5 separate regions of the Sus scrofa genome follow, and regions 2, 3, 4 and 5 are each linked to region 1. The links are chromatin contacts, called in public HiChIP or PLAC-seq maps. All regions are on one chromosome and are shown on one strand. Each heading gives the region's core, a stretch centred on a gene start, on an enhancer-like site or on the middle of the called end of the contact. The rest is flanking DNA. Distances are from core to core; before and after follow the strand shown.

Evidence for each region. HiChIP or PLAC-seq counts read pairs in DNA pulled down with a chosen protein or histone mark.
Region 2: an H3K27ac HiChIP or PLAC-seq map of alveolar macrophages shows a contact between it and region 1. The contact joins the promoter of FURIN here to the promoter of CRTC3 in region 1. A contact is called at or near these places in 1 of 5 promoter capture datasets (fetal skeletal muscle) and 1 of 2 datasets of contacts at active chromatin or transcription factors (alveolar macrophages).
Region 3: a contact with region 1 is called in an H3K27ac HiChIP or PLAC-seq map of skeletal muscle, with 2.9 times the contacts expected there. The contact joins the promoter of FES here to the promoter of CRTC3 in region 1. A contact is called at or near these places in 1 of 5 promoter capture datasets (fetal skeletal muscle), 2 of 47 Hi-C or Micro-C datasets (mesenchymal stem cells and retroperitoneal adipose tissue) and 1 of 2 datasets of contacts at active chromatin or transcription factors (skeletal muscle).
Region 4: an H3K27ac HiChIP or PLAC-seq map of alveolar macrophages shows a contact between it and region 1. The contact joins the promoter of HDDC3 here to the promoter of CRTC3 in region 1. A contact is called at or near these places in 1 of 5 promoter capture datasets (fetal liver) and 1 of 2 datasets of contacts at active chromatin or transcription factors (alveolar macrophages).
Region 5: a contact with region 1 is called in an H3K27ac HiChIP or PLAC-seq map of alveolar macrophages. The contact joins the promoter of MAN2A2 here to the promoter of CRTC3 in region 1. A contact is called at or near these places in 2 of 2 datasets of contacts at active chromatin or transcription factors (alveolar macrophages and skeletal muscle).

Annotation. Positions count from the first base shown.
Region 1 is chr7:53,144,928-53,147,647 of Sscrofa11.1, forward strand. It overlaps CRTC3 (CREB-regulated transcription coactivator 3), which reads left to right and starts at 1,390. Exons shown (of 15, transcript XM_021098912.1): 1 at 1,390-1,777. The coding sequence starts at 1,646.
Region 2 is chr7:53,454,341-53,457,040 of Sscrofa11.1, forward strand. It overlaps FURIN (furin), which reads left to right and starts at 1,294. Exons shown (of 15, transcript XM_021098916.1): 1 at 1,294-1,721.
Region 3 is chr7:53,471,654-53,474,353 of Sscrofa11.1, forward strand. It overlaps FES (tyrosine-protein kinase Fes/Fps), which reads left to right and starts at 1,294. Exons shown (of 19, transcript XM_001929355.4): 1 at 1,294-2,088; 2 at 2,603-2,700. The coding sequence starts at 2,612. It overlaps FURIN (furin), which reads left to right. Exons shown (of 15, transcript XM_021098916.1): 15 at 1-1,138.
Region 4 is chr7:53,526,407-53,529,299 of Sscrofa11.1, forward strand. It overlaps HDDC3 (HD domain containing 3), which reads right to left and starts at 1,484. Exons shown (of 4, transcript NM_001243409.1): 1 at 1,358-1,484; 2 at 996-1,051; 3 at 654-894; 4 at 1-358. The coding sequence starts at 1,469. The coding sequence ends at 228.
Region 5 is chr7:53,497,341-53,500,237 of Sscrofa11.1, forward strand. MAN2A2 (alpha-mannosidase 2x) reads left to right here and starts at 1,577. Exons shown (of 24, transcript XM_001929378.5): 1 at 1,577-1,807; 2 at 2,075-2,540. The coding sequence starts at 2,508.

The sequences.
Region 1 (2,720 bases), core at 140-2,639:
TTGCCGGTTTGATCCCTGGGCTTGATCAGTGGGTTGAGGATCTTGAGTTGTTGTGAGCTGTGGTGTAGGTTGAAAACACAGCTCGGATCCCACGTTGCTGTGGCTGTGGTGTAGGTCGGCAGCTATAGCTCTGATTCCACCCCTAGCTTGGAGACTTCCATGTGCCTCCGGTGGGCCTCTAAAAAGAAAAAAAAAAAAAAATCATACCAAATAAAATAGAAGAATTAAATCCAATTATAATTAATACAACAAGCTAACCTAGAGATTAGCTGATAAAGATATGCTCTCATATTACATTTTCTAAGAAAATCTGAGACATGAAAAACAGGTAAAATCCTACACAGTAGTTAAATGAATCAACACAAACGAATCTTTAAAACAATGGTAAATGAAAAAAGTTGCAAAAGATAATTCAGCATGATGTCATTTTTGTAAAGTTTAACCCCCATATTTGGTATCTGCAGTTTGTGGATCCATACATTATATGCAATAAAAGTGTAAAAACATGAATGTGAATGATATGCACCAAATTGAGCCCAGCGACAATCTCACAATCTCTACGGAGGAAGGAGAAATAATAAGGGCGGGGTTTTAATTCTGAAGAATTTTATACTTTAATGAATACCAAGTGAATGAAGCAAAATGTTTTGATATATTTAATCTTGATAGCGGAGGGCGTGGGTGTTGTTAATATCATTTTCTGCACTCTTCGGTGTGTCCCTAATGTTTCCTAACTTACAAAAAGCAGACACACTCTCAGAGCTGTCTGCACATCAGGAGAGGGAGGAGAACCCTTGAGGCTGACCGGCTGGGTATCCACGGGGAGTTGACACCTGGCCGGAGCTGGAGTTTGCAGAAGCCACGGAAACTGAAAATGCCATCCCCGCCTGGGGGTGAGGGGTGAAGAGGGTGCCCCCGGGCGGGGATGGCATCTCCAGTTCACGCAACTCGGGGAGATGGTCTTAAAAACCGAGATGCAGATTTAGTAACTTTTTCTCGGGTGGGCCTGAGGAGACTGTCAGCGACACACATCGAGGGAGGAAGCGGGCTGGGAGGCGGAGGACGGAGGACAGACATTAGGCCCCACGGTGTGGGAACTGAGGGAGAAACTGCTCAAGCGTAGGTCGCCCGGTTTTCACGCCCTGAAGGAAATCATCATAACGGGGGGGGGGGGAACGGGTGAGAAGGGTGTTAAAACTCTGTTCTAAAATTGCACTATAAATGCAAAGGCCGGGATGTCCCCACCCCGGAGCGTTTCAGTAAAATGGTACCCGAGCTGCTCCCTCACGTCGGATCCGTTTTGCTCGGCGGTCTGGGCTTTCCGCTGTGTCTGCGCAGCGGGTTGCGAGCGCAGCTCAGGACGCCGGGGAAAGCCCTCCCGCTGCGGGCGCGGGGCCGGGCAGCGGGCGCGGGGCCGGGCGGCGGGCGGGCCGCGCCGAGGGCGGGGCGGGGCCGGGCGCGCGGGGGCGGACCTCGGCGCGCTCCCGGCCGCTCGCTGGCGGTGGGGCCGCGGCGGCTCCTCTGCCGGGTCGCGCCGGAGGACGGGCTTCGGGCGGCGGCCCGGGCGGCCTGTGGACTGACCGGTGGGCCGAGGTGCAGGCCCCGCACCCGCCGTCTCCCCTCTTACCGGCCGCGGGCCCGCGCCATGGCTGCTTCGCCCGGCTCGGGCAGCGCCAACCCGCGGAAGTTCAGCGAGAAGATTGCGCTGCACACGCAGCGGCAGGCCGAGGAGACGCGGGCCTTCGAGCAGCTCATGACCGACCTCACCCTGTCGCGGGTGAGGGCCCGGGCCGGCGCGGGCGGGGGCGGCCACGGCCGCGGGCGGGCCCCGCGCGGCGGGTGAGAGGTCGCGGGGCCCAGGCGATGGCGGGGCCCGGCGGGGGCCGCGCCCGGGGAGCGGAGCCCAGGAGCGTGGCCGGCGCAGCCGCGGCCTCCGCGCTTCTCCGCCTTCCGACACCCGCTAGCCGTTCGCGATCGGCGTGGAGGTGGGAGGGTTGCGGGGCCGAGTGCGCGGGGAGATGGGAAGGGGCCGAGCCGGGGAGGGCGGGCCGCCGAGTGAAGGCGGCCTGAGGGGGAGGGTGCCCGGGAGCCCCGAGAGGAAATCACAAACAGCTCGGAGGCGGGCAGTGCGGCTTCTCACTGCTCCGAACATCCACCGGCCTCGAGCCCTTCTGGCTGCTCGGCGTGGAGGGCCCGAGGGTCCCACCCACTCCTTCGGGAAAGCTCCGCTCGCCAGGAGATCCAGGGCCCGCCCCGGGCTGCTCTGGGGTCTGTCTGGGTCCCGAGAGGTGACTCCGGGTCGAGTGTGGGGCTTTGCTACTCTCAACTCCTTGGAGGTGCTTTATCGGTCCGGTTTACTGAATTCAGCTCCCATATTTCATGACAACTGGCAAGGTGCACAACGTTGTTGCCGACTGAGGAGGGTCTCAGAGGAGTGAGTAAAGCGCCAGCCGGGACAAACACCCGGCGAGGTTAGGTAACTGTGGAGTGAGGCAGTGGAGGATGGAGAGCCTGCAGGAGTGTCGGCGTAGGGCTGTAGGGAAGGAGGGTCAGCGTGATCCTGAATGCTGACCTTGAAGGACCATCAGCAGGATGGGGGAGGTTATGTAGAGGCGGGGGCGGGGCGGGAGCAGCCTGAAGGAGGGCTGAGAGCAGAGTGGCAAACTGGTGGTCCCTGGCTCGCTGCGCTGCAGACGCGTTACTTTTGGGCCAGAAGAGTT
Region 2 (2,700 bases), core at 44-2,543, 310 kb after region 1:
AAAACCTTTAAACAATGAAATGCATTTTACAAACAGCTTTAGGAGTTCCTGTCGTGGCTCAGTGGTCATGAACCTGGCTAGTTTCCATAAGGATAAAGGTTTGATCCCTGGCCTTGCTCAGCGGGTTAAGGATCCCGCGTTGCTGTGAGATGTGGTGTAGGGGGCAGACGTGGTGGCTCAGATCTGGTGTGACTGTGGCTATGGTGTAGGCCAGCAGCTGCAGCTCTGATTGGACCCCTAGCCTGGGACCCTCCATATGATTCGGGTCCGGCCCTAAAAAGACATACCCACACACACAAAAAGAATTAAAAGCCACTTTATTGATGTATACTTGACACACTCTAAACTGCATGTATTTGAAGGGTATGACTTGATCTGTTTTGATGTTGGTGTGTACCCATGGAATCATCACCCCGTCGGGCTAATGAACACATCCATCACTCCTCATAGTCTCCCCCCTTCCCTGCCCTTCCTTCCCGGGCAACCTCTGAACCACTGATCTGCTTTCTAAATACATATTTAATGCAAAGCTGTCTCATCCACTTCCCCACCTCAGTAAACAGAGTGTGATCAACGTGATTGTTCCTTTTTTCTTTTTCTTTTTTTTTTTTGTCTTTTTGCCATTTCTTGGGCCGCTCCTGCGGCATATGGAGGTTCCTAGGCTAGGGGTCTAATCGGAGCTGTAGCTGCCAGCCTACGCCAGAACCACAACAACATGTGATCCGAGCCACGTCTGCAACCTACACCACAGCTCACGGCAACGCCAGATCCTTAACCCACTGAGCATAGCCAGGGACTAAACCTGCAACCTCATGGTTCCTAGTCGGATTCGTTAACCACTGAGCCACGACGGGAACTCCGATTGTTCCTTTTTTCAATTCAGCATTATCATTAATTTTCCTGAGCGCCACGTCCTCAGTCCTCAGAGGTCGTTGGAAATACAGAAGCTTGTTTGCCCTGAACACTAAATGGCCCCATTGTTGTGCTGCTATGCCAGGTGGTTTGGGCTTTGGAAGTTTTCGCCCTTGCTGTCGGCTGTTCAGCGCACAGTTCCCAGCAGACCATGCCTGTTGCCTTGAACCCTGGCACACCGACTTCCTCTTCTTATGCCACTCCCCGCCTACCCCCCTGCCCCGGCGTGTGGCAATGCCTGGGGACATGTTTGGTTGTCATAACCAGGGCGGGGGTTCTATTGGTCCCCAGTGTTTAGGGACCAGGGATGTTGCTAAACCTCCTCCCACGCACGGGACAGTTTCCACGAAAAGGAATAATCTGGCCCGAGATGGTAACAGTGCGGAGGTTGAGAAACGCTGCTCCGGATAACCAAATTGATTGTAAAATTCAACAGCCAGTCGTGTTAACAGACTTTTACTTTTCTACATCAGGAGGGAGAAGGAAGGGCAGAGCTCAGCTCATTGGATCTGCCAGGCCAGGAGGGAGGACGTAGCTTCAGGAAGCTCCTGGCATGTCTCGGGGATCACCTTCCAACCCTCCCAGAGGGGGCTCACTGCCTTCCTGAGGACAAGCTCTAAGAAACTCAGCTTGAGGCCCCAGGGCCCAGCATTCAGCAGGTGCTCAATGAATGTCTGCATGAGTAGACTACACCCAAAGTGCCCATTAGGTACCCAGGTGTGGGTAGTACAGGCTGGGCACTGACACCGAGCCGGCGAAAGGGAACCACTGAACCGACCATTGACTTGGGGCTTCAGCAGAGCGAGCAGGTAAGTGCAGACCCAGCCCACTAATTGGGAAAAGGAGAAGGGCTGGCCATGCTGGGATCCCCGTTCCCACCGCATCCCTTCTAGCTCCTCCCCCCACCCACAGACACTCTGTCCTATAAAGGAGGTTTTTCTCAAAGTGGTTTAGCCAGAACTGGAAGGACCTTGTCCTGTGATGGGATAGGAGGAGCCTGACTGTTGCCCCAACAGCATTCACCATGGACCTCAGGTGTTCTGGAGCTAGATGGTGAAGTATGGGCGTGCTTTATTCAGTTGTGCATGACTTAAAAGTTTAGTTTGCTTCTTCTAAGTTGCCGAAATTCCTGAGAACTCAGGTAAGCAAAAAGAAGACAACAAAAAAGCTCTCAAATCCTACCCTTTTAGAGAAAACACCAGTTAAATGTGGTTGTCTGCCCTTCTATGTAGGGATGGATGTGGTGTAGACATTTTGATTAAAACCAGGTGTGGGTGACGCTGCCAAGGCTTTGTTTGAGGGGCCTGAGAGCAAGGAAGAGATTTTGAGAGAAGGGGACCCACAGAGCACGCCAAGGAGCAATGGGGGCACCTGGGGTGAGGGTGACCGAGTGGATTTTACCACGGGACAACCGATGCTCTTGGGAGACTCCCAGATTAACCCAAATCCAAACATAAACGGAGGCCTCGCTGGCTAGACCCTTCCCCCTCCTCTGGACCCCTGCCAGGAAGGTGGGAACCTCTTCCCAGCCCCTTCCTCCCTCAGGCCCTTCCCATCAGGCCCTGCTCCAAGCCATAGGGCATCCCCAACTCTGTTGCCAGGCTTCTGTCACGTGGCGCCGCACTGCCCATTAACTGCTGTGTAAAACTGATAACTGTGATCCAGAGGTTTCTGGACTCCTGGAGCCCCAAGTCAAAGGCTCAGTTTAGCTCCCTCTGGCCTTAAGGCCTCAGATAAATGGTCGGGAGCGATAAAGAGAACAAAACCTGCCAACAGGACTTGTTCCAG
Region 3 (2,700 bases), core at 44-2,543, 330 kb after region 1:
CCACCTCTCCAAGGGCTTTTGCATCCGCTACCCCGCCCCCCACCTCTGGTGAGCCTCGGGTGGAAGCAGTGAGCAAAGGAAGGGACCAAGGCCAGGCAGGCACCTCCGGGGCGCGCACGTGGGTCCACGCGCGTTTGTCCCTTTGCCCCCGTCTACTGCGCTGGCTGCCTGCCAAGCAAGGTTGGCCCAGCCCCACGCTGGTGCCCCTACCACCCTCCCCTCTCCAGCACCCTTCCCTCCCGCCAGGGCCCAAGTCCCTGTTTTCTGAGCCCGGGGCCACCTGGGCTGTTGGCACTCGCAGTCCCAGAGCCCCTGGGTGGGTGGTGGGGAGGGACGGTGGCCCAACCGGCCTGTCCCACCTCCCACCCGATGCTGCTTTCCCCTGTGGGGATCTCAGGGGCTGTTTGAGGTTATATTTTCACTTTGTGATTATTTCACTTTAGATGCTGACTTGTTTTTGTTTTTTTTGTTTTTTTTTTTTGGTATTTTTAACGGGGGTAGCAGCTGGACCATCCACTCTCCCACACCCACTGTCCACCCTGCTGTTCCCCCCCGCCGGCTGCGCGGGCCCTGAGGTGTGGGGGGCTACGGCCTGTTGCCGAGGAATAGCTGAGCCCCAAATCCTGAAGAGGAGGCCAGGCCAGACGGGCCCTAGGAAAGGAGGATTGGGGTGGGCGGGCAGGCTGTCCATCTCAGATGGGGCTGGTCGTGCCAAGGGCTCACGGGTCACTGGTTCTCCAAGTGCCAGGGGTGGGCAGGTGGTGGCACCAAGCCCCTTCCAACACTGTGCCCTGGTGGAGGAAGCGCTGACCTGTCCGGCCCCCCAGGTCCCCCTCTTCTGACGTGCCTTTTGCACCCCTCCCATTAGGACAATCAGTCCGCTCCCATTTGGGAGCCCCTTTTTCTCTCTCCCCCAGCACCCCCCCCACCCAGCCACCTGCCCAGGGGTGCCCCCTCCTCTTCCACCCCCACCCTTGTGGCCAGCCCAGCTGGTTTTGTAAGATACTGGGTTGGTGCACAGTGATTTTTTTTTTTTCTCTTGTAATTTAAACAGGCCCAGCATTGTTGGTTCTATTTAACGGACTCGAAATAATGTTAGGTTTTAAAGTGATTAAACTTGCAGACTATGCAAACCAGGCCTGGTCTCCAGTGTGGTGATAATTGTTCTTCTCTGGGCCCTGGGGCTGCCTCCAGGATGGGGTGGGGGTGGGGGTGGGGATCGGGGCAACCTACATGCCCTTGTGACCTTCCTGCCCACGGTCCATCGCCCAGAGGGCTTCAGGGCCTCCTTCGGGCAGGGTGTAGAAGGGGACTGCAGCCGGGCACAAGTCCTGGAGGTGGGACTGGCTGAGCATTTCCACCCGCACAGGCCTTGAGTCCAGCAGGGAGAGAAGTTGAGTCCCACTCCCTGGCCCAGACCCCTTGCCTGCCCCAGGTTTCCCTTGAAACAGGAAGCCCCAGCCCTGGCTAGGTGAGCGGTGCCTGTTCCACCAGGGGACCTGTGTGGGAGAAGCTGGCCTCCCCTCTAGACATTTACTTGGAGATTTTATTCAAATGGAGACTGGTGCCTGAGCTCGCCTTGGGGAATCCAGTGGGGAGGGGAGGGCCTGCACCAGGCTTCCCCCTTCCTCTTCTGGGGCTGCTGCTGGGGTGGCCCGCCTGCCCCCAGGCTCTGGACCCGCAGGCTCTCCCACCCAGTGCAAGCCTGCTGCTCCGCCCTGGGCAGGCGCCCATTACTGCACCCGCGGGCCGCTTCCCCCAGTTCCTGGGCGCTGTCCGGGACCTGGGGAGTGCCCGGCCAGGCTGCTCTCTTCTGGCCCATTCTTTCTCAGCCCCCTCCTCCCTTCCGTTTCCGCGAGCCTTGTGAGCCGTGTGGCTGGCTGAGCGGCCTGCACTGGGCAGCGGGGGGGCGGACAGGCGTCAGGGGCTCCTGCCCGCCCCTTCCCCTCCGCCGGCCCGCCCCGGGGCCTGGGCCAACTGAAACCGCAGGAGGAGGAAGCGCGGAATCAGGAACTGGCCGGAGTGGTGCGGGGGCCTGAGTCTGAGTTGGTCCTCGGCGGCCCTAGGAGCAGCTAGCTGCCCACGCGGGTAACTCCTGCCCCCAGGGGAGGGTGTCGGTGGGTGGGGGGGAGTGGGAAGCAGGCAGGAGCCCTGCCAGCGGCGGCGATCAGAGAGCAGACACAGTTGGGCAGGGGCCGGGGAAGGGTAGGGGCTTGGGCTGCGGCTGCCTGGGGCGCCAGAAGGGGCAGGCTTGGCCCGGCCGAGGGGCCGAGGGACCGAGGGCCCTGATCGTGCCGCGCCCCTGCAGCTGGGTGCTGGGTGGGAGGGCCCAGGGAGGCAAGATCCAGGAGGTTTCTGCCCCAGGACTGGAAAGAGGACCCCTGGCACTAGTCCTCGGCCTAGGATGCAGGAAGCAATGAGGGCTTTCCCAGGCCAGGCCAAAGTTTGTACCTATGGCTGCATTTCAGTGGGACAGACCCCCACCACCCGCCTGTCTGCAGCCCCTCTTAGTCAGGCAGCCCCTAGGGTCTCTGTCCCACACCTCTGTCTGTCTCCAGCTCCTGCCCTGCCCCCACTGGTGGCTTCTCCTCTCTGTCCCCAGGACCACACTATGGGCTTCTCTTCGGAGCTATGCAGCCCCCAGGGCCATGGGGCCCTGCAGCAGATGCAGGAGGCCGAGCTTCGGTTGCTGGAGGGCAT
Region 4 (2,893 bases), core at 234-2,733, 380 kb after region 1:
AAAAAAAAAAAAAAAAAAAAGGACAGGGTGCATCATCCTTCAACCTGGGCTCAGTTTCATTGGCAGGACATCTTCAGAGTGAGAAAAGACAAGTATTTTATGATCTAATATCTGGGCTGAGCAAAGCCAGGAGGGAGCTCAGGAGGCACTGAAAGGCTGGACCATGACTCTTCTCTGGCCTGGGCAAAGGGATGGAGTCTGTACCATCGGATGGCTCCTAGTACTGCTCAGACTGTCAGTCCCCGCTCCTTAAACAGCTGCTTTAGAGCCTCTTCCAGCTGTTGGTTTGTCCCCTGAAGCCCCTTCACCACCTGTGCTGCCCACTCAAAGTATTCCTGGACTCGACGCTCAGACCATCCTGCATTAAGAATGGACAAAAAACTGCTCATGTTGACGTTCAGGACAGTAGTGTATTTTGCCCACTTCCTGGGGGGTTTGGTGCCGGGCTGTGAGATGAGTTCCTAATGGAAGGATCTGTCCTGAAAACCACCCCTTGGCCCAGTTGCTGTGAATCTACTGTGTGAAAGATCAGAGTGCTCCAGTAAGATTGGTCTAGGGAACTAACAAGAACACCCAGACTTTTTTTTTTTCCCCCAGGGGAACTAACCAACCTGTGCAGAGGTTCCCTCAGAGCAGGGGGCTGGGGAGCGTACCCTCTGGGGTGCAGCGATTCAGGTCCCTCAGATTGTACAGCTTGTCTGCCAGCTTCACCAGTTTAGCCCCTGGGCTGCTGTGGGGTGCCTGCTCCACCTGCAACTGCTTTCTCTCCAGCTTGGGCAGAGTCTTGTCATCTGTTACCTCCTCCACCAGACGCCGCACTTGTACCCCAAAGTGCAGCTCCACCTCATCCAGGGTGGTGTCTGTGTCCTCCACCGTGTCATGGAGCAGGGCTGCCTGCGGACAGGCTTCCATTCAGTCCTGTGACGCCAGCCCCAGGGCTGAATGGGGCTCCTGAACCCCTCCCCAGCCTCCTAGCAGAGAAGGGGGAAAGTTACCTGTAACACCACAATGTCAGTGATTCCCGCCTCACGGGTCAGGATCCGAGCCACACCTGACGGGGCAAAGCAGGAAGTCAGACAGGAGGGAGTCACCAGGGCGGCACGTTGTGGGGTTTGTAGAGCCAGATATGGCCCCTCAGTAGCTGGGGGACCTTGGGCAAGTTCTTTACTCTATTTCGCATACAAAGGGAACAATCAAGCCTACCGCCCCCGGCTGTTGTGAATTTTAAACACGAACAGTGCCTGGCACAAATCTTGGTACAGACTAGGCGCTCAATGAAGTATACGCCCTCCGCGTTCCCTTCCCGGATCCCACTCCCTAGAAGCTGCTGCCGTTGCTCCTCCGGCGGCGCGCCCACCGATAGGGTGGTTGATGTAAGGGGTTCCTTCGGGGTCCTTCCGCCGCTGTCGCTGGTGCTTGCGAGCCGCGAAGTCGGCAGCCTCCAGCAGCTGGGCCACCTCGGAACCCATCGCGCGGGGGACTTCGGTCCGGGGAACGTGGACCAGGCGTGGACAGCGCCCCCTGGCGCCGCGGAGGCCCGAGGATTGCGGAGTCTGAGCCAGGGTTCTTCTGGGGCTGACATCCTGGGCAAGGAGAAGTGGGTGTGGGAGGCATCTCAGCCCCTGCTTAAGGGCGCTCTGCTGAGGGTGCCAGAATAATATAGCCTGGCCTTCTGGGAGCCCAGAGCCTAAGGGAAGGAGGAAAACAGACAAGGTATAAGACTGTGGCCTCAAAGTGTGTCCAGGGCAGGAAGGCAGGGGACAATGAAAATTTGGAGGAAGGCCAATTCACCTAGCCTCCCGGCCAGGGACGGCTTCTCCCAGGACTGGGCCTCTCCCGCCATGAAAAGATAATCTTCAACCTGTCAGGGCTCTGAAAATTCTCAAAGCTCTCTAAAAATTGTTTTCCCTGGGAGTTCCTGTTGTGGCTCAGCAGAAACGAATCCGACTAGTATCTGTGAGGATGCGGGTTCAATCCCTGGCCTCGCTCAGTGGGTTAAGGATCCAGTATTGCCGTGAGCTGTGGTGTAGGTGGAAGAAGTGGCTTGGATCCCACGTCACTGTGGCTGTGGCCTAGGCCAGCAGCTGTATCTCTGATTCAACCCCTAGCTTGGGAACTTCCATATGCCGTGGTTGGAGCCCTAAAAAGACAAAAAAAAAAAAAAAAAAAAGTTTTCCCTGCAAGGATGGCCTGGTTGCTATGGGCATGGGAACTTCACCTTTGGGCCAGAAGGCCTTAGGACCTGACCTTCTGGAAATTGGGGCCTACACTGGGAGAACTCCCTCCCTAATTACTTCAGACTTAGGCTCCCAGGCCTATGTCTAAATAGCAGTGCTGTTTCTGCAGGAACTGTCTTCTTTGCTCTCAAGTGCTGGGAACAAAAATTTGCATTTGTTTCTTGTGCCATAAGGGTTCCTATTTCAGTCCCCAGCCACTGGGCCAGGCCCCTGGAGTGTTGCTTCTGCTGTTCTGGGAGCATGGCATTGTCAGGCCTCAGTAGAACAACACAACACTGTTTGCTGGGAGCCTTTGGCCTTCTGGAGAAATCCCATGTCTCAGCAGACAGCATCTATGATGTATGAGGGCCAAGACAGACCTAGGGACATTGGAAGAGCATTCCTTGTGATATGGGGTTGGCTGGTTGCTAAGTATACTCCCTCCAGTCATACTGGAAGCTTTTGTACTTTGGCTGGTAGCTGGGGCAGATGAGGGCTCAGGGGAAAAGTTAGTGAAAGCACTCGCCCTTGGTTTTCAGCTAGTCTTGGTGGTTGCCACGATGCAGATATTAGGGAGGGAGGCTCCCAATGCTGGAACTAAGGTCTCTGGGGCGTGAAATGGAACAATCAATTCTCAGGGCGTCCACTGCCGCCTGAAAATTGAGAGAGAGTGGAGA
Region 5 (2,897 bases), core at 327-2,826, 350 kb after region 1:
GGCTTGTTGTCTTACTGGCTAGGTCTCATGGAAATGCAGCAGGCACACTGAGCAGCTGCATGGTGATCCTTGGGGTCCTGCTAGCTGCCATGTTGCACTTAGGGACTGCTTGACGTCTTGATAGAGGGGAATTTTGGGGGAGTAATGGAAAGGTTCTATGCTTTGATCTGAATGGTGGTTATACTTGTATACACATTTATTAAAACTCTTCAAGCAGTAAATACACTTAAGACTTGTGCCATATAAGTTGTATCGCAATTAAAAAAAAAAAAACCCACCAGAAAACTAATAAGAGCTCTTGAAAATAAGATTACGATAGCCAAAATGAGAAATTCAGTATAAGGATCAGAAGATAAATTTCCCAGAACATTGGGCAAAACACAGGGATACAGAGGATGATGAAACCAGTCCAGGTCTCACACCTTAATAACAGGCATTCTAGTTAGCAAATAAACCTAGAAAGCTGTTTCTGATGGTGATAAACAAAATGGGAGTCAAACTAATAAGATGGTTTTGTTAAGTGTGGTTAATCAACCAAAAAGTCATTTAAGGAATTTTCAACAGTTTGTGGAGGGCTGGTAGAAACTGGCACAGTCCTTTTGGGGCGCAACAGAATGCGCTAAATCCTAATCTTGTGCCCAGGTAACCTCACTGCGGCAAATTTGTCCTAAGACAATCATTTTAGAAGACAAATGTGGAATTCATGGAGATGTTTTATTATGTGTGATTTATTATGCTGCACGATTATAAACAACCCAGATGCCCAGTCAAAGAACAAGTAAGAAAAGCATAGATCTGGAGTTTCCGGCATGGCGCCGCAGAAACAAATCCGACTAGGAACCATGAGGTTTGGGGTTCAATCCCTGGCCTTGCTCAGTGGGTTAAGGATCCGGCATTGCCAAGAGCTGTGGTGTAGGTCGCAGATACTGCTCGGATCTGGCGTTGCTGTGGCTGTGACACAGGCTGGCAGCTGTAGTTCCGATTGGACTCCTAACCTGGGAACCTCCATATGCCGCGGGTGCGACCCTAAAATAATAATAATAATAATAAATAAAAATTTTTTAAATTAAAAAAGGAAAGTATAGATCTTATTCACCGGTGGCAAGCACGGCAAGGGATCGTGATGAACGCACGGTACCAAGAGAAGGCAGCGCCCCCTTGCCTGAGAAGCGTAACTGTATCGAATTAAGGATACCTACCCCAGAGGGGGGGAGGGGGCCGGAAAATGTGCTCCATCGTTTGGCTGGTGAAATGAAGGAGGAATGTTTCTACTGCTGGTAGATAACAAGGCGCTTACTCTAGCAAGATTCAAAAAACATCAAGTTGCGCTCCGCTCCAGGCGGCTAGGCAGCGCGCCAAGACCGGGGTCGCGACTGCGGCTGCGCACTGCGGCCCGGCCGCCCGCGCCAGGGGGCCCCCGGTCCTGACCGCACCGGAAGCGCCCGGCCGGCCAGCGGGAGCCGAGCGAGGGCAGTAGCCGGGGCCCAGCTCGCCCGGCTCGGCAGGGGCGCACCGCAGACAGCGGCGGTGCCTGGGCGAGCAGGCGGGGCCGAGGCGGCGCGGGGGCGGGCGAGCCTGTCCCCGCCCCGCATGCCGTTCGGCCCGGCGGCCGCGAGAGGCCGGGGACCCGCGCCGGGTGGGCGCAGCGGAGCGCGCCGGTGGCCCTGGCCCCAGCGGGAGCGACGGGTGGGCGGACGCCCGCCTTCGCCTGCATCGCTGTCTTTCCCCCGGGCCGTTGTCCCCCGGGATGTGAGGGCCGCAGCTCCGCCGGCGGGGCCTGGAGTGGAGCGGAGAGCGGACGCAGACGGTAACGCGCTGGGCGGGCGCGGGGAGGGCTCTGGCTGCCCCGGCCGTGTCCAGGCTTGGGCAGCAGGAGCGCGGGCAGCGCTTCGGGGTCAGAGGCGGCCGGAGATCCCGCATCGGGCAGTTGTCGTTGAGGTCCCAGAGCCGGCAGAGCCAGGGAGGGCCGCAGCCCAGGAGGGCCGGGAGGGGGCTGGGCCGGCCAGCAGGCGAGCGCCCGGAGACCCGGCGGCAGGTGCCGGGACCCCCTTGGGATCCAACTCTCTCTCCCCAGCTCCACCTACTTTGGCCTGAACCCAGCCTCCGAGGGCTAAAAATATTGCCCCGAGGCTCCTGAGCGGAATCAGATCGTGCTAAGTAGGGCACAAGGCTGCAGAGGCGACCGAGCTCTTCGGCCCCGGGGCTGGAGGAAGACTCCTGAGCAGCGGCTCCCACCTACGCTCGGCGGCTAGCGGTCTCGCTCAGCCCAGCAGGCAAGTGCGGGGCCGCAGTGGTTCTCTGAAGTTGCCCCACACCGAGCAGCCGCGCCTAGCTTCTCGCTACCCATCAATCACTGCTGGCTTCTCAGGGGGTCCTGTAAATGCTTTATAAGCAGTGGCCGAAAGTTACCCACTGAAGGAATTAGAACTATCAGGCAGAAGCCGTAGGGCTCTTCGTGTTAGAAACGTCAGCTGTGGCTTCTTTTTAAATTCATTCCATGTTTCTGAATGAGAGAGGAGCTGTGCCAGGCACTGTTTCTGGTGAGTACCAGTCCGATTCAAGAGGGTAGGGAGAAGAACTTTCTTGTTAGTCTCCGGGGGCTTTGGCTGTATCTTTTTTTTTTAAATCCTCTTTTTTCCCTATTTTTCTTTTTTTCTTCTTCTTCTTTTTTTTTTTTTTTTTTTGGAGGAGGGCCCACCTGTGACATAGGGAAGTTCCCAGGCTAGGGTCCAGTTGGAGCTGTGTTGTCAGCCTACACCACAGCTCACAGCAGTGCTGGATCCTTAACCCACTGAATGAGGCCCCAGATTGAATCCGCATCCTCATGGATACTAGTCGGGTTTGTTAATGCTGAGCCACAACGGGAACTCCTGGCTGTATCCTTTAAATCAAAACAG